Regions from separate parts of the Anser cygnoides genome. Here region 1 is linked to region 2. A link is a contact called in public Hi-C data. All regions are on one chromosome and are shown on one strand. Each heading gives the region's core, a stretch centred on a gene start, on an enhancer-like site or on the middle of the called end of the contact. The rest is flanking DNA. Distances are from core to core; before and after follow the strand shown.

Region 1 (4,937 bases), core at 1,161-3,660, 130 kb before region 2:
TGCTCTTTCTGCAGGAATTCTTTCTTCTCTTTCTCCATCTTCTTCTTTGTCTCTTCTCGCTTGATTGTAACATCCTGAATTGCTTTCAAGATCTCCTAGAGTAACATAAGCATCGCACAAATGAAGAGCAAAATTCCCAAGGAATGCTTTTCTTTGTTTTTAAATCCATTAATATCTTAACAAAATTGAAGAGAGATTATGAGATTACACGCGTCATCGGAATCTTTCTTTTTAGTAGATCTAGACGTGATTCATAGAGGTTATCACGAGGAAACACAGGAGACAGACAGAAAGTCTGAACTACGTGTTCTCCTGTCTCCTTAGAAGAACTTTGGGGCACTCCTTCTCCTGCTCCCTACTCTACTTCTAGGCAATACACCACCGATGGTTCCTTTTATCCTAACCTGAGCCACCGCAGAGCTAGTTGCAAATCTCTTATTTAAGCTAGGGATCCGTGAGCAGTGGCTACAGAGATCTAAATAATGCTGTGGAGTTAGTTCTCCTCACTTCACACTGCTCACCCGGCCAGCACTCATGGGGAAAAGCTCCTGTGCTTGTTGAAGAGATGCTGCAAGATCGCCAGCAGGAACAGATATATACGTAAAATGCTGTACTATAACTTACTTCTGAACTGCTCAGGCTCAGCATCCAGATTTGGGCAGGGAACTATCCTTAATGCTACAAAATGTGCTTGCATGGGCACACGAGGTCAAATCAGCCCACCTTCATCGCGTAGGGCTAAGGGGCAGGTTACACAGGAAGAAGACTCGGCTAAATACCTGGTGGTTCTTCATCTCTTCCTCCCTCCGCTGCTGGAGCTGCTTAAGCTGTACCTGTAGCTGGTTCTCCACTTGCCTCTGTTTGTCCAGCACCTCCTGGTAACGTTCCTTCAGCAAAGCCCTCTCAGACATCATCTTGTCCTGCAGGGGAGAGCAGAAATTCAGGGAGAACCTTCCCTTTCCCTCACACCAGAGACAGCACGGATGCAAGCAGGAAAGCTCAGCAGTGTGTGAAAGCCCACTGGATGCCAAGGTTGATATCGTCAAGAGCCACATTATTGGCTCCCACTTTCAAAGCTCAGACTCCCTAGGTCAGAGAAGAAGAAGGAGGCACTGCCTGGAGCTGCAGCTACCACTACATTTCCCCTGCTAAAGAGGACAGCTCAAGAAGGCCGAGGCTGGCATTTAAATGAGAAAAAACATCCTGTGGGAAGGGCAGGGGAGCCAGCATCAGGATGCCTAGCGCCAGGAATAGCCCTGCCTCCGGCTACTTCCTTTACCAGCACATCGCTATAAAACTTTGCTCTGGGACGTCCTGTGAACATTTTTAAGCTTCTCCCAACTCTCTGGGATGATTTGGTACGCAAATAATGAAAATCCACTGCTTGGGTGGGAATGGTTTTGTTTTGTAAACAAGATGTTTAGAAAGAAACAAAGCAGGGGCGTTTCACTTGCTGAGCAGCCAGAGAGAGACCAAGATTCATATCAGCTGTCCGCTGAATTGCCGGGGTGATCTTTCTTGGTCGCATATTAACTATAGCACACGCTAGAGCTGCCAAATACCACAAACGCCATCCCCACCACCACTGCTCTGCAGCGGTTCAGAATTCGGGTCATTTTTGCTGACCGTGGAAGCGCCCCAAGAGCCTTTTCGTCCCCCGTGCTCAGAGAACACGGGCTCCCAAGGCACCAGCGGCCCAGCCGAGCTGCCCAGCAGGACCGCAGACGGGAGGACCGGGACCGTCCGCGGGGCTTCGGCACCCACCAAGTTCTTCTCGATGTCCTGATCCGTGCTGGCGTCCACATCGGCCGTCTTGAAGTCGGTCTGCAAAGGCACACGGACCCCGTTAAGCCGCGGCCCGGCCAGCCCCGACGACCCCCCGGGGAACGCCGGCGGGGACCGGGCCGGGGCCGGCCCCGCAGCCCCCACCTGCACCGCGATGTTCTGCGACGGCTTCGCGGGGGCCGCCTCGGGCTCGGGCTCCTCCGCCGCCCCTCCGCGCTGCCCGCCGGCCTCGGGGGGGCCGCCGCCAGGGCCCGGGCCTTCCTCCCCGTCCTCCTCCTCCTCCTCCTCGTCCTCCGCCGCCGCCCCCTCGCCCCCCGACGGCACCGGGGCCTCGCCGGGGGCCGCCGCGGTCTCCGCGTCTCCTCCGGCCGCCGCCTCGCCGCGGCTCTCGGCGCTGCTCGGAACAAACACGCGGTCACGGCGCCGCCCGGCCCGGCCCGGCCCGCCCCGCCCGGCCCCCCGGGGCCCACCTGGCGGGCGGCGCGGCGGGGCCGGGCTCGCTGAGGCGCGGGGCGGCGGCGGGGCCCTCGGCCTGAGCCCGCTCCAGGGCCATGGCTGGGGCTGGGAGCCGGGGCCGGGGCTGGGCTCGGCGCGGCGCCGCTCCGCCCGCCCCGGGCCGCCCCTTCCGCCGCCGGCGCCGGCGGGGCAGCGGTGGAGCGGCGGCCGCCCTCTGGCGGAGCGGAGGCCGGGCGGGGCTGTCAGCGGCCGCGGGCACCGGCAGCGGAGCGGCACCGGCGGCCGCCGCCGGCCCATGCCCGGTGAGCGGGGACCGGCGGGGACCGGCGGCCCTCCTACCGCCCCCCCCCCCCGGTACCAGCGCCGTCCGTCCCGCTGGGGCCGCCGCAGGCTCCCGGCCGGCCACGCCGCCGCGGACTTTGGCCCCGGGCCTGGGAGCGAGCGGGGAGGAGGGCGGAGGGCTCGGGGCCGGCGGGAGCCCGACACCGGGACACCGGGACACCGGGACACCGGGCCGGGGGGGGCGGGAGGCCGGGGGGGGGGGGGGGCCGAGGTGACCGCCGTGAGGTGCGGGGGGGGAGCCCCGGGGAGGCGGTGGCGGCGGCGGGCAGGGGGCTCGGTGCGACCCCCGGGGCCCGCAGGAGGCAGCGGGGTGCGGGCGGCGGGGCGCTTCCCGCAGGGTTTGTCCCGGGGGAGCCGGGTGCCGGCGGCTTCTGTTCGGCTTTCTGCGGCGCGGGCTGGGCCCTGGCGGCAGGAGGAAGCTGCGGGTGCTCCCCGGGGGACAGCCGGGGCGCGGGGGGACCCTGACGGCCCCGCCACGCAAGGCCCGAGCACAGCCCGGGGAACCGGCGGCTCTCCCCGTGCTGCCTCACCGGGAGGGCCCCGAGGCCTGGCGGCACAGGGTCCGTGCCCGCACCGTGCGCTGCTGCTGTCCTGGGAGGGGATCGGGGGATCGGCGGCGAACCCTGGGCTCCTGGGGAGCCGTGGCTGAGCCTCTCACCGTCTGTTTGCTTTGCTCTTTGCAGCCTGCCTGTCTGATGCCGCATCGGAAGCGGAGGGCGCCGCTATGGAGTGCCGGGATGGAGGCCACGCGCTGTATCCACACGTGCCTTTGGCTGAGCGCAGCCTGGATCCCCTTCGTGCTGCCGCACGGACTCGCCTCCGGCACAGAGCTCGCTGCCGGCGCTGACGGCCGGGGCACGGCGCACGGGCACGGCAAGCTGGCGTGGGCTGTCAGCCTGGACGTGCCGGAGGAGGAACTGGAGCAGCAGGCAGAAGAGCTGGCCCGGACTGCGGGGCTGGTGAACATGGGCCGCATCGGGGAGCTCAAGGGCCATTACCTCTTCGCCTACCAGCCCGACAGCCACACGACGCCCGAACACGAAGCAATAAGGAGATCGGTGGACACTTTGTTTGCACAGCATGACAGCGTGCGGTGGCATTCGGAACAGAAGCTTCTGAAACGCTCCAAACGCAGCCTGCACTTTAATGATCCCAAATACCCCCAGCAGTGGCATCTGGTGAGTGGTTTTCCTGCTCCAGTCTCGCCAGCGATCTCGGGCCCTTTGTGTGGTTACAAGCGAGCTGTCACGTGGTGGGCAAAGCAGCGACTATCTCTCCTTGCAGCCAGGAGGAAGCAGGCCGAGAGCTTGCCCTGCCCTCCTCGTGCTCGCCATGATAACGGGAGGAGGCAGCATCCTGCCCAGTGCTGGCCACGTGCTGGGAGCACTCTGCCTAGTGGCCTGCGCGAACCTTTAGTGACCATCACTCCCAGCCTTGCCCTGGTCCCGTGCTTCGTAGCCAGAGCGCACGAAAGGTCTCGGAGCCCCTGTCCTCGGGGCAGACCCGCTGCCCTGCTCGTGCTCTGCTCTCACTGTCCTTTCTGGTGCTTAGAACAACCGCAAGAGCCCCGGGAAGGACATCAACGTCACCGGCGTGTGGGAGCGGAACGTGACGGGGCGCGGCGTGACGGTGGTGGTGGTGGACGACGGTGTGGAGCACACCATCAAAGACATACAGCCAAATTACGTGAGTGCCGGTTCTGCCAAGGGACGGGGCGAGGGACAGATGGACAGCAGGCGGCTGGGCGCGGGGACACAACTCACCCAGGCCTCCAGTGTGCGAGAGCTCAGCAGAGCCTGGCCCACGATGTTGCCCTAGGCTTGGCCAGGGGCTTTGCACCCGAGCTGCAGGGTTACCGGCACTTGTATTCCCGTGCTCCCCTGGTAGGTGGCTGCTTGGATGTGGGAGCTGGCTTCCTCCTGACCCACTGCAGCTGCTAAAGCTGCCTCTGTCGGTCGCTTTCGCACAGCACTAGGTAGTCCTCTTGAGCTGCAGCCCTGTGTAGCAGCACTCTCTACGTTCCTGTGACCTCCAGGTCGCGTTTCAGGCCTCACAGAGTGCCCTTAAGTTCTGCTTTTCCAGAAGAGAGAAGAACAGGTCCCTGAGCTGTGACTGTGGTTCTGTTTTCAGAGCCCAGAAGGCAGCTATGACTTGAACTCCAACGACCCCGACCCTATGCCTCACCCTGACGAGGAGAACGGCAACCACCACGGGACCCGCTGCGCGGGGGAGATCGCCGCCGTGCCCAACAACAGCTTTTGCACGGTGGGGGTTGCCTACGGGAGCCGCATCGCAGGTACGTGCCCACGACAGCGCCCCGACGTGCTGAGCTGACGCCTCGCTCCTCTCCTCTC
Region 2 (5,087 bases), core at 1,853-4,352:
GAGCATGAGCTCGTACACCGAGGAGCTGCAGCGGCGCCTGGTGCCCTTCGCCACGGAGCTGCAGGCGCGGCTGGCGCAGGACTCGCAGCGGCTGAAGGAGCAGATCCGCAGGGAGCTGGCCGAGCTGCAGGCCAAGCTGGCGCCCTACGCCGACGAGGTGCACCAGCAGATCGGCACCAACATCCGCGAGCTGCAGGCCAAGCTGAGCCCCTACGCCGAGGAGCTGCGCTCGCAGGTGGACCGGGGCACCGGGGAGCTGCGGCGGGCGCTGGAGCCCTACGCCACCGAGCTGCGGGAGCGGCTGCAGGACAACGCGGGCAGCATCCAGGCCTCCCTCAGCCCCTACGCCGAGCGGCTGCAGCAGCAGATCGACAGCAGCGTGGAGAACCTGCGGGGGCAGCTGACGCCGCTGGCCGACGACCTGAAGGGGCAGGTGGCGCAGAGCGTGGAGGGGCTGCGCAAGGGGCTGAGCCCCTACGCCCAGGAGGTGCAGGACGGCCTCAACCGGCAGCTGGAGAGCCTCTCGCTGCAGATGGAGCGGGCGGCCGAGGAGCTGCGCACCCGCCTGGCCACCAACCTGGAGGAGCTGCGCTCCCAGCTCAGCCCCCTGGCGCTGGAGCTGCAGCAGGCGCTGAAGAGCGACGCCGAGGGGCTGCAGCAGCGGCTGGCCCCGCTGGCCCAGCAGCTGGAGGAGCGCGTGGGGCAGACGGTGGAGGCTTTCCAGAGGCAGGCGGCCCCCGTCGGCGAGGCCTTCAGGCAGCAGCTGGTGCAGCGGCTGGAGGAGATGCGGCAGAAGCTGGAGTCGGGCACCGCGGGGGTGGAGGACCACCTGGACCTGCTGGAGAAGGAGGTGCGGGAGAAGGTGGCCACCTTCCTCAGCACCACAGAGCAGGCAGAGAGCTGAGCCCCCCCTCCCTCCCCCAGTAGCATTCAGGGCTTCTCCGCGTGGCAGAAATAAACTGGCGCGTTGTGATGCACCTGGTGGTCTGTGTCCATCCTTCCCCCTGCACCCTGCTGTCCCGAAACCCCCCGGGTGTTTCTTGGCCTCACCTCTGGATTTGGGCCCGGGGACAGACGTGGGGCTGGGAGGGGGCCAGGGCAGGCTGCGGGTGCTGTGTGGGGGCCAGGAACCTTTCTGCCAGGTGAGCACACCAGCCAGGGCTGGCTGCCCCCACACGGGGGCTGAGCCTGGGGCGTCACTGCACCACGGTGCTGCAGTGTCTCTGTGGCACCTGGGCTCCCCCGGGGCTCCGGAGGGGGAGGCATAACGCCGAGCATCCCCGCTGGAGCCACTGCCATGGCAGGGGCTGGGCGCCCCGGGCCTCACCAGCAGGCTCTCTGCAGCACCAGGGCCCCCTGCTCCGGTCCCATGTCCCCAGAGGGACGACCAGCCCCAAGCCCCTCCGGTACCCGGACACGATGGGGACACCTCGCAGTGGCTCCACCAGCAGAGCACCTCGGGGTGCTCGGGGTTGTTGCAGGGGCACGGGAGCAGGGGGGATGTGGGCACCGGAGGAGTCCCCTGGGGCCTCACTCCGCGTGCCGGACTTTGCCCAAGGCGCACGGAGACGCAGCGGGTGCTGGCCCCCAGCCCAACCGGTGCGAGGCAGCCCCAGAGGTGCCTCTTGCAGCAGGTCTGCTCCCGCCCCTGTTTGCTGGGTTGCTTCAGAGCAAACACTCAAAGCCCGGTGTCAGCAGCCCGGGTGAGCGGCCGGGGGGGAGCCGCCCGCAGCAGCCCCTGCCTGGCTGGCACCGGGGCTCTCCTGCCCCTCTCGGAGCAGCCGCTCTTCACGGGGACAAGAGCCGGACTGAGGACACGGACGTGTTTTTCACTGGGGGAAAATCTCTAAAAGAAATGGGCGAACCCTGCCAGGGCTGGGGTTTTGTGGTCCCCAGGTGTGGATGCTCAGGGAGCGGGTGGGCTCGGGGCTGCAGCCCGGGGGGGTTGAGGCTGGCCGGCCGGGGGTCCGGGCTGGCGCGGGGCATGGATGCGCGGGCAGGCGGTGGTCAGATGCCTGCACTCACGTCATGCCTCAGGCACGCCGGTGAACCTCCACGTTGCATTTACATGGCGTGAGGTCCAAAAGGTCTCCCGCTGCCGATGCGCTTATCGCCGGGCTCTTCTGCCTCCCGTGGGCGCCCGTATGAAGTGAGCCCGTGCCGGGCACCCCGCACGGGGGATGCGGGAGGTGAGCAGCGGCCAGGTAAGGGGCAGGGAGCCGCCCGGCCCTGGGACGCCTCGTCCCCAGGAGAGCACGGCCGGCCTCGCCTCGCAGCTCCCCTGGGGACCGACGTTACCCCGGTGTGCCTGGGGAGCGCGATGCAGGACCGAAGGGACAGGAGCTGCGGCACGAGCTGACGCCTCCTTTTCTCCTTCTCCTACAGCTCCACTGCTGCTGGATCACCCCGCAGATCATGACCCCGAAGGCTGCGCGTCTGCTCACCCTCCTGGCCTCCCTGCCGGGTGGGTGCCACGGTTACCCCAGGCTGCCCGCGGCAGGGGGGCGGCCCAGAGCCAGGCAGGGGGTGAAGGAGCAGCCCCCCCCGGCCGTCCCTGCTCACGCGGCTCAGGGGGTGGATTCACAGGGTGCCCTGAACCCGTCCCGTGATATCCGCGTGCTGCCCTGTCCGTGTCCGTGTCCGTGTCCCCGGGGTGTTCCGTGACTCGCTGAGCCACCGGCAGGAGCCCACAGACCCAGCGCTGCCGGGGGGGCCGCCTGCCCCCGCCCAGAGCACCCCCACCCGGGCCCACGTTTGGGCGATTTTCACCCGGGCCCCACGTCCTGCTGGGGGCGGCCGTCCCCGGGCTCTGCAGGCTGCTCCGCGAAGCCCTGCCTTCCTCCTCCCCCTCCTCCCCCTCCTCCTCCTCCTCGGCTCCACGCGCTCTGCGGGGGCCGCGGGGAGACTCGGACACGCGTGGGAGGAGGCGGGGCCACGAGGAGGGGGCGTGGCCACCGCCCAGTGGGCGTGGCCTCCCGGGCGCGGCCATTCATAACAGACGCGCCGCCCCGCCCGCCTTCCCCCGATTCCCTCCCCCTTCCCCACGTGGCCCCGCCCTCACGTGGCCGCCCCCCCCCCCCACAACGTGTCCCCGCCCTCACGTGGCGGCCCGGCGCGCAGGCGCGGTGCGGGCCGCGCCGTGCCGCAAGATGTCGGCGCTGGGCGCGGCGGAGGCCGGGGCCGGGCCGGGGGGGGCCGCGGCCGCCCTGTTCCGCCCCGTGGGCGCCGAGGACGGCGAGCAGCGGCCGGCGGAGATCGAGTCGCTGTGCATGAAGTGCCACCGCAACGTGAGGCGCCGGGGGGCGGCCGGGGGGCGGTGGTGGCGGCGGCGGCGGGGCCGGGAGCGGCCCCCGCACCTCACCGTGCCCCGCTGCAGGGCGTGACGCGGCTGCTGCTGACCCGGGTGCCGTTCTTCAGGGAGCTCATCGTCAGCTCCTTCTCCTGCGGGGCCTGCGGCTGGGCCGACGCCGAGATCCAGGCGGCCGGCAGCATCCAGGAGCGCGGCGTGCGCTACGCCCTGGCCGTGGCCTCCCGGCAGGTGAGCGGCGCCCCTGTCCCGCGCCGGGCCTCATCCTGCCGGGAGCGCAGCGCTGAGCCCCGGGCCGTGACGGCAGTAACGGTGGCGTGGCGCTGAGCGCGCGGCCGCGGCGGTGCGGGGCTCTCCATGCGTGCCCTGCTGTGATGAGGGGCGTCCGCCGGCCTCGCCGGGGCTGTGAGGAGGCTGCCCCTCGGGTGGGGGGGGCAGGGGTTGAGCTGGGCGCTGAGCGGTCCCCGAAACCCCAGCTCCAAGCGTGGCGTCCCGGCCGTGCGCCACAGCAAGCGGGGAGGCTGCTGGAGCTGGCCCGGGGCTAAGGCTGCTGCTCCGGGAGAGCTGCGTGCCCCGGCGTGCTCGGCAGGGTGTGGGAGGTGCTGGGCCTGCGCAGGGTGCTCGTGGCGATCGTGAACTGTCGCGTGCAGGACATGAACAGGGAGGTTGTGAAGACTGACTGCGCCACGACTCGGATTCCAGAGCTGGACTTTGAGATCCCTGCCTTCTCCCAGAAAGGAGGTGGGTATGGCGCCTGCGCCCCCTTTGCATGCCTCCATCACCTCCAAGGCAGTGTGAGGAGCCGGCCTCGTGTCTGTGCGTGTGGTCAGTGCGAGCTGGCAGGGCCAGCACCACTGCTGTGGTGTACTTAATGCTGCCGATGCTTCTGTTTTCTCTCCCTTTCAAGTTCTTACCACCATTGAAGGCATAATTGACAGAGCTGTTGCGGGCCTGGAGCAGGACCAGCCTGTCCGCTGGGTAAGATGCTGTGAAAGAGGAATCTCTTTAGAGATTTGGTACATGCTTACTTTGTTGCTCCCCTACCTATTGGCTCTCCACTCTGCTGATTAGAAGCGTATCAGGCTCTGGTTTGTTCTATTGACAGCATCATCTTCAGCTCTGGGTTACCCCTGACGTCACTCTCAAATGTGTCCCTCTCTTTGCAGGCAACAGACAAAGAGGTGGCAAGTAAAATAGATGAGTTCATTGGTAAATTAAAGCAGCTAAAAGAAGTACATTCCCCCTTCACATTTGTAAGTATGTGCAGAAGGGCAGACCGATTCTGTTGGAAGTGTGGGCTGGCTTCCTAAGGCTTTCTTTGGCTCTCTTCTGCTGTAGATCATAGATGATCCTTCAGGGAACAGCTTTGTGGAGAACCCCTATGCACCACAGAAGGATGAAGCTCTTGTGGTTACTCATTACAAGAGGACTCCCCAGCAGGCTGCCATGCTGGGGATTGAGGTAACGTGGGGGTGTTGTGCTCCCTTCCTGGCCGGCTGTGCCCTCCCCATCGCTGGTGGTGTGGTGTCAGCTTTCTGCACGTGTGAGGCCACATGGCCTGGGCATGCACTCCTCTGTCCCTCGCTGCCTGGGAGACCCCAAATGAAAAGGCAGGTGCAGGTAGAAGTTAATGCTGTTTCTGGCCTCTCCTGTTGCAGGGAGAGGAGTTGGATGAGAAGCCAGCTGATTCTGCAGAGGATCTGAGGAATGAGGTGGGTGACTTTGCAATCTCATGACGACTGTGTCGAGGTGACTCTGGTACATGGGGCTGGCTGATACT

What was found. A called contact is a pair of places that touch in the nucleus more often than the background predicts.
Region 1: a Hi-C map of fetal liver shows a contact between it and region 2, with 2.3 times the contacts expected there. The contact joins the promoter of PCSK7 here to the promoter of ZPR1 in region 2. A contact is called at or near these places in 3 of 7 Hi-C or Micro-C datasets (fetal liver and liver).

Annotation. Positions count from the first base shown.
Region 1 is chr21:3,154,677-3,159,613 of Taihu_goose_T2T_genome, reverse strand. PCSK7 (proprotein convertase subtilisin/kexin type 7) reads left to right here and starts at 2,410. Exons shown (of 16, transcript XM_066981148.1): 1 at 2,410-2,543; 2 at 3,267-3,761; 3 at 4,135-4,269; 4 at 4,714-4,879. The coding sequence starts at 3,279. RNF214 (ring finger protein 214) reads right to left here and starts at 2,401. Exons shown (of 15, transcript XM_066981149.1): 1 at 2,256-2,401; 2 at 1,930-2,179; 3 at 1,765-1,824; 4 at 780-920; 5 at 1-95. The coding sequence starts at 2,338.
Region 2 is chr21:3,021,440-3,026,526 of Taihu_goose_T2T_genome, reverse strand. ZPR1 (ZPR1 zinc finger) reads left to right here and starts at 3,102. Exons shown (of 14, transcript XM_048063526.2): 1 at 3,102-3,287; 2 at 3,377-3,538; 3 at 3,958-4,048; 4 at 4,215-4,285; 5 at 4,474-4,560; 6 at 4,646-4,768; 7 at 4,966-5,019. The coding sequence starts at 3,150. LOC125182720 (apolipoprotein A-IV) reads left to right here. Exons shown (of 3, transcript XM_048063216.2): 3 at 1-977. The coding sequence ends at 904.